Regions from separate parts of the Gossypium hirsutum genome. Here region 1 is linked to region 2. A link is a contact called in public Hi-C data. All regions are on one chromosome and are shown on one strand. Each heading gives the region's core, a stretch centred on a gene start, on an enhancer-like site or on the middle of the called end of the contact. The rest is flanking DNA. Distances are from core to core; before and after follow the strand shown. Region 1 overlaps LOC121215984 (a long non-coding RNA gene). Region 2 has its middle 30 kb from the start of LOC107910443.

Evidence for each region. Hi-C and Micro-C count contacts between places; a contact is called where the count stands out from the background.
Region 1: a contact with region 2 is called in a Hi-C map of leaf, with 1.9 times the contacts expected there. The contact joins two enhancer-like sites. A contact is called at or near these places in 2 of 34 Hi-C or Micro-C datasets (hypocotyl and leaf).

What each region holds. Positions count from the first base shown.
Region 1 is chrA02:11,621,958-11,625,119 of Gossypium_hirsutum_v2.1, forward strand. It overlaps LOC121215984 (a long non-coding RNA gene), which reads right to left. Exons shown (of 5, transcript XR_005911957.1): 5 at 2,065-2,303. Among protein-coding and RNA genes, the nearest start is that of LOC121215984, 6.2 kb to the right of the region's middle. Within about 2 kb of position 1,799, at least 8 of the 9 cell types and tissues checked have an H3K27ac peak or open chromatin away from gene starts, as enhancers often do. A contact at or near this core is called in leaf, where this site is marked.
Region 2 is chrA02:11,439,144-11,442,429 of Gossypium_hirsutum_v2.1, forward strand. No RefSeq gene overlaps it. Among protein-coding and RNA genes, the nearest start is that of LOC107910443, 30 kb to the left of the region's middle. Within about 2 kb of position 1,323, at least 2 of the 9 cell types and tissues checked have an H3K27ac peak or open chromatin away from gene starts, as enhancers often do. A contact at or near this core is called in leaf, where this site is marked.

The sequences.
Region 1 (3,162 bases), core at 549-3,048, 180 kb after region 2:
GGATGATTGAATTCATTAACCAAGCAACCCTTGTATACTTGTCCCAAGTAACAAACTCAACCAAATTTTAGTTTCCTACCCCTACTAACAAGCTAACAACACCTAGTTTCCTACTACTACTAACAAGCTAACAAATCTCCCTAGGACTTAGTCATAACAAAAAACTTTGCAGCCCTTGAAACACTAACATAGATAAAGATTTATTTAACGAACAGCTGATCAAAATTAACTTCAAGTTAGATTGAATTTATGGATGATTGACTTATCCACTTGAAGATGAAGTTATTTAAAGTCTATTTATAGGATACTATTTCACATAGCAGGTGTGTGCTTTAGAATTTCTTAAGATCAATAATCATATTGTCCTTTTCTATAAACCAAGGATTTTTTTAGTTTCTATTATCAAGATTGAGGGTGGGTTTTTATTTCTCATCCCCAAAAACAAGAAAAAGGGAAGAGAAGAGATAAGTTGTCACAAGAGAACAAAATAACAAAAGAGGCCCCTACCACTACCCTTACCTCTACCCTTACAACATTATTTAAACACAAGGTTTTAGCTTACTTTCATTATTTCAAAACCCCATCCAAAATGACCAGAAAATGTAGCCAATTAAACCTCTCACACACATATCCTTGCAAAACCCTAATAGCAGGAAAAAACTTAAGAGTTCAGGCATAAGAAAGGGATAACTACCTTTAACAACTGTTAGCTTTAGAGTTTGCTATATATTAAATATGAGTATATATATGTGAAAAGGGGCGGGTTTTAGTTTTGGTATTCATGTTGGAAGAGAGGTTGCTGAACAGCTAGTTTTTGACTAAATGAAATAGAATGGATAGTAGATTGATGTTGTTGAGTTATGGTTTTGTATCCATATAGAATAAAAAGCAGACAAGGACCACTGGAATGGAGATCCATCCGCCATATCACACCATAAATGTTGCTGAATATTCAAGGCAATTTATAATTAAGCAAAACCAATCGAAATGAACAATCCAAGTTTATTAAACAAATTATTGAACGTAAACCATGTGGCTTATCTCATGCTGATGTTTCCATATGGACTAAAATTACACCCAAATTTTATCATGAATGATTCTTTTCTTTTCTTTCTTCTTTATTTGTTTTCTGTTTGATTTGCCCAAAAGCATCATATCTATCATTTGTGGTTAAAAACCGACATTATTGTTTTATTTTATGTTGACAATAGTGAGTACTATTTGATATTTTACCAATTTCATCTCTATCTCCGACCAATCTCCAATGACTTCCATTTGATGTGCCATTTTTATCTCTTCTACTGCTTTCACCCTTTTCACTTCATTTCAAGTATAAATAGCTATGAAATTATCAAAAGTCTATTTATTTTATAAAGAAATAGATATTATTTTAAGCGTATTTATATTTTTTTACATCTATATTTACCATATGTAAAACATTTGATTGAGTTAGTGTCTCTTTTAACCGAATCTTAATTCAGATATAAAATTATAAAAAACTCATTCATTTTAATACTCATAATAATAATGAAAATATTTAAACCCAAATTATCATAATTTTTATCAATACAACTTTACCATTTCAACTAAGATAATATTTAACTTTTATATTATATTATATTATTTTTCATATTATTAAATATATTATAATCAATGTACTCAATGGCTTTACATAATCCAAATGAAAATGTGGAGAAAATAAAAATAAAAGCAGTCCACTAGGTAAGGCTAGGGCATCACTCGGCCCCACCTTCTCTCGAACTTATTCCTTATATATATTTATTCATCGAAAAACCAAATTACTTTTTGCTCTGCATTTGTTTGTTCTTTAATGCCTTTCCAAAAATATTCCTCCCATTGTCTTCCTCAGGGGACCATTTCAAGATTTTCGTCACCATGAAAAAAATATTTTAAAAATATTTTGACAATTTTTATTATGTATTTTTAAAAGATAAAATATTTATTTTAAATACAATGTCATAAAAATATATATATCTAAATAATATTTAAATTTATTAATATTATAATATAGAGAATATAAAAACTTAAATTATAATAAAAGTATTATAAATAATTTATTAATTAATATTACGATATATGTAATGCATGGAATACATAAATTTAAAATACATTAATACCTTTACTTGCAAAAAGAAAAAAAAAGTTGTTCCTAATGGTGTTTGCTACCCTAGCACGTTCCTGTCTGCCGCCTCTGGCAAAAAGTTTTATAGGTTTTCTGCTGTTTTGCTTGGCTTTTTGTGATTTTTACAGTCGGCACATCTTGTGTGTCGAACTTCTGCATTCTAAAGTAAAAAACCATAGTGTGAGATTTACACCTACAATGATGGAAAATGAACTGGCTCAACTTTCAATTAATGAAGAAGAAGAAGAAGTTATTCAAATACAACCAGATCTGAACAGAGAAAGAACGGGGGAGATTTTTCAACTTGTCGGCTGTTTTTTGACTGCTAGTATTATTCACTTTCTAGCAATGAAGATTACTATAGCGAATTTGTGGTATCCGATTCGGGGTGTTTAGATTCGAGATTTGGGAGAGAAAAGGTATTTGTTCCAATTTTTTCATAATAAGGATCTGGAAAGAGTCATCAAGGGTTCTCCTTAGACCTTTAACAATCATTTGCTGTTTCTTTATAAATTGAATTGGGGAGAGGATCCACTACAAGTACCCTTAGTTATGACTCCGTTTTGGGTATAGATACATGATGTCCCTATTGGTTTATTCTCTGAGAGTTTAGCGGTGCAAATGGGGAATTTTTTAGGGACTTTTCTAGAATATGATGGATTAAATATGGGTAAGGAAAATAGAAATCTCATGAGAATTAGAGTTCAAATTGATGTAAGGTACCTTCTAAAAAGAAAGAAACAAATTTCATTCTATGAGAGATAGTCGTATGTTAATTTTAAATATGAACGGTTATCATTATTTTGTTTTTTCTGTGGTAGATTGGGCCATAGCGACTCATTTTGTGAAGCAAAGATAACACTCGGAGTAGAAGTAGCTGAAATGGGATGGGATTTATCTTTACAAGCTCAGTCTCGAAGAGCTTTAACTATGACTAGTATATGGTTACGGGATGATAGGGGTGGAATAATGGGTGGAGTTGGTGAAAATAATAGAGGATGCAGGAGTGGGCAATGGAC
Region 2 (3,286 bases), core at 73-2,572:
TAATTGACACACTGTTTGAATGGTGCCTACTTAATCTATATTTAAGAGAATTAGGTTAAAGTTTGTAATAATTCGAGACAAACTCGAGAGAACCTTATTACATTGCATAATCCTAGGATTAATGTGATTAAACTGTTTCAGTGTAGAAATATTACTGTTACCTCACATTAATCTATTTTTCTGCTTAATAAATTTACTAAGTGGTTGACATAGACATATGTTATACTTAATAATTTAATAAGTTGAATTCTTAAGCGATTCCTGAAAATGTAACCTTAAAGTCGTAACAGACATAGGCATATGCAGACAAGAGATTAAACTTTGGACTTTGAGAGAAGCCAAAGTACTCGTAACTAAATAAGATTAATAAATACCAAGTTGCCATGGAATTTCCTATAACATCATTAGCAGTATTTAAATGTTTTTAAGTTAGAAAGGAGAATTATTCTTACACATGCATGATATTGTGATTTCTCTAAAAGGCTTGCATACTCATTCCTTCATTTATTTATTTAATTTTAAGTATATTTAGGTTAGTTTAATTTAATCGAACCCATCACTTAAATTTATTTTCATCACCAACCAATTTGCCAATAATTAATTTTGCAATACTTGATTTACATAGTCAATCTCTGTGGAGACGATACTCAATAGCTAAATAGGCTACTTTGGCTTTACCTTAACACCATAACGTCACATTACAATCATCTTGTAATATAATGTGTAATTTTATTATGGCCTCTTTTTAAAGTAATCTAAGTTTAACGAAATATGAATTTTAGGACAAAATTACCCTCTCTTTTTATTGTATTTATCATTTTCATTCTTTTTATTATATTTTAAATAAAAAGTTGTTCCTTGTTAGCAAGATTTGATGGTCTTCTCCCTTTCCTTTTGGTTTTTCACTTTTAATTCAAGTTCCTTTTCTTTCTCTTGTAGTTTCTCCAATATATTATCTAATGCCTGCTCTCATTTAAAAATATTTTCTTGCATGTGTTTTACTTCAGCTTCCTTCTTCTAAACTTCAATCACCTTGCTTTTCACATCTGCATCTGACGATTTTCTCTTTTCATCAATTTCTAGATCAAATTCAGGCTTCTATTCTGAAGCTCAGCTTGTCAATAAATACAAAACAAAACGAAAAAAAAAATGTCAAAGACTAGATCCTACTGATACCTAGCCCGCCAAGAAAATCATATATAACTCTCAAGTAAAAGACCAGATGGAGAAAAAAAATGAACGTAAAGGAGAGCATTAGTAGGCCAGTATGGGCCCAACTCAATCAACCTCAATCAATAGTCCCACCCTCTTTGGGCCTAACTCCCAATACGGCAAAACATAGGCCAGTATGGCTTGCAAAAAAAAAAGAGCCCAAATCCCCATTGTGAAATCTGTAACGTTAGGCAGTTTGGGATTTGAGAATCATTGATTTCTTCAAGGGTTCGTTGAAGCTTGTAATCATGCCTTTAAAAACACACACAACAAGAGAAAAAAAATAAAAACACATTTTCTTTTAATTGAAATGCTTCCATTTTGTATTTTTATTTTTCATTTATGATCTTTGAAGTTTGGTTGGCTGTGTTATGAAAGTAATTAAAGAAGGATTTTCCCAATGGTTTAATTTATTTGTCCTTTCTGGGAAAATTATCAAGTTACTTTTTTTTTAATGGAAAAACTTAATAGCTTTGTAATATTTTTTTAAATAATAATAATATTTTAAAAATAAATTATTTTTATTTTATTTTCACATTGATATATGTATGCGTGCACGACTACATACCATTAAATCGGATTGAAAGGCAATTTTTATAAATTAAAAAAAAAAGTTTTCTCTATCAACATTGTTATATACTTATTAGCCAAGTTATGTTAATAAATGGCGAATGTAACGTTAGTGATAACCGTACCGAATGCTACTGCTAACCAAATACTTCCATTTCAATGACTTTAACGAGCCCATAAGTTTTGAAAATTTTTAAAATTTTAGGTTTAGAGTTTTATTTTGATTAATTAATTTATAAAAAAAACTAATTACATGAAAATTAAGTTGAATCATATGTGGAGTGAGAATTGGTAGGAGTTGTGGAATTCAAAAGTTGATGGATAAAAGGGATTTGTAAGATGTTGAAATTGGTAATAGGATTAGGGCATAAAGTTAGTAGCTAAATAAGGAATGGAAAAGGAGGAGGAGCATGAGATTTTGTAAGTTAGTAAGGGGGTTTCACTTTGCATGTGACGTTGCTTTCATTTCATGATAAAAGAAAATATTTACAAAATGAAAAAGAAAAGAAAAAGTGAAAGAATATACACCAGCTTTTGTCTGGGGCTTTTTTCTCCATGCTTCCTTTTCTTTTATTTCTTAATATTCTTTTTCTTTTTTATCCAAAAGATAAATTCATTCAACATTGTAAAATTACAAGTTTAGTACGAAATGAATAACACCAAAGTGGTGAATATGTGCCAATTGCACTTCTTTCTTGGCCTCCTGCCACTTCTATGAACAAAATTAAAACAAATGCTACTGGTGCTTGTTGTTTGAGTGATGATATCCCCAAATTTATGAACCTTTCCTTTTTAACATTTGGATAGCTCGAAAGCAGTCAGATTCGACAATGATATTTCCCCAACCATGATGATTAATCAAAGAGGAACCAAGCCTTATCGTTAAATCTTCGTTACAAACACATTTGACAAACGTGTTTGAATGTTGATTCCATCAATGACGTCTCCATTGCTATTCCTAGCCACTATTGCTAGGCCTGCCGAATTAGAGTGAGACAAGAACGACGCATCACAGTTGATTTTGATAAAGTTGTTGATTAAACGTTAAATGTGATTTTAATGAGTTTAATTTAGAAATTTTTTTAGGAGAATGAAATGTCAAGAGTTATTGGTTTATTGCTATTATTATATTTTAATATTTTCAGTTTTCTTTAAGGGCAATAGTCTATAATTAGTTTGTAAGCATTTGATATAAGATAGAGAAAGAAAAAGTAAAAAAGTTTAGAAGTTAAAAACAAAAGTTTTTTTTTTGTTCTGTCTTAAGCAATTTTTTTCAATTTGGTATCAGAGCCATGGAGAGTGTAACTAGTAATGTGCCACTGCCGACTAACGAAGGCGAACTACGAGAATTGGAGCATCTAAATGAAAGCTCTTCTCGGGTCTTAAGATGGTTGGAGGTGGTCCAAGAAGGTTTTGTAGAACCAACAACTACCGTAGGATATACGGCGGCTCAAAACAAGACGTTGAAAGAGATCCGATCGAAAGATAAAGTGGGACAACTTCT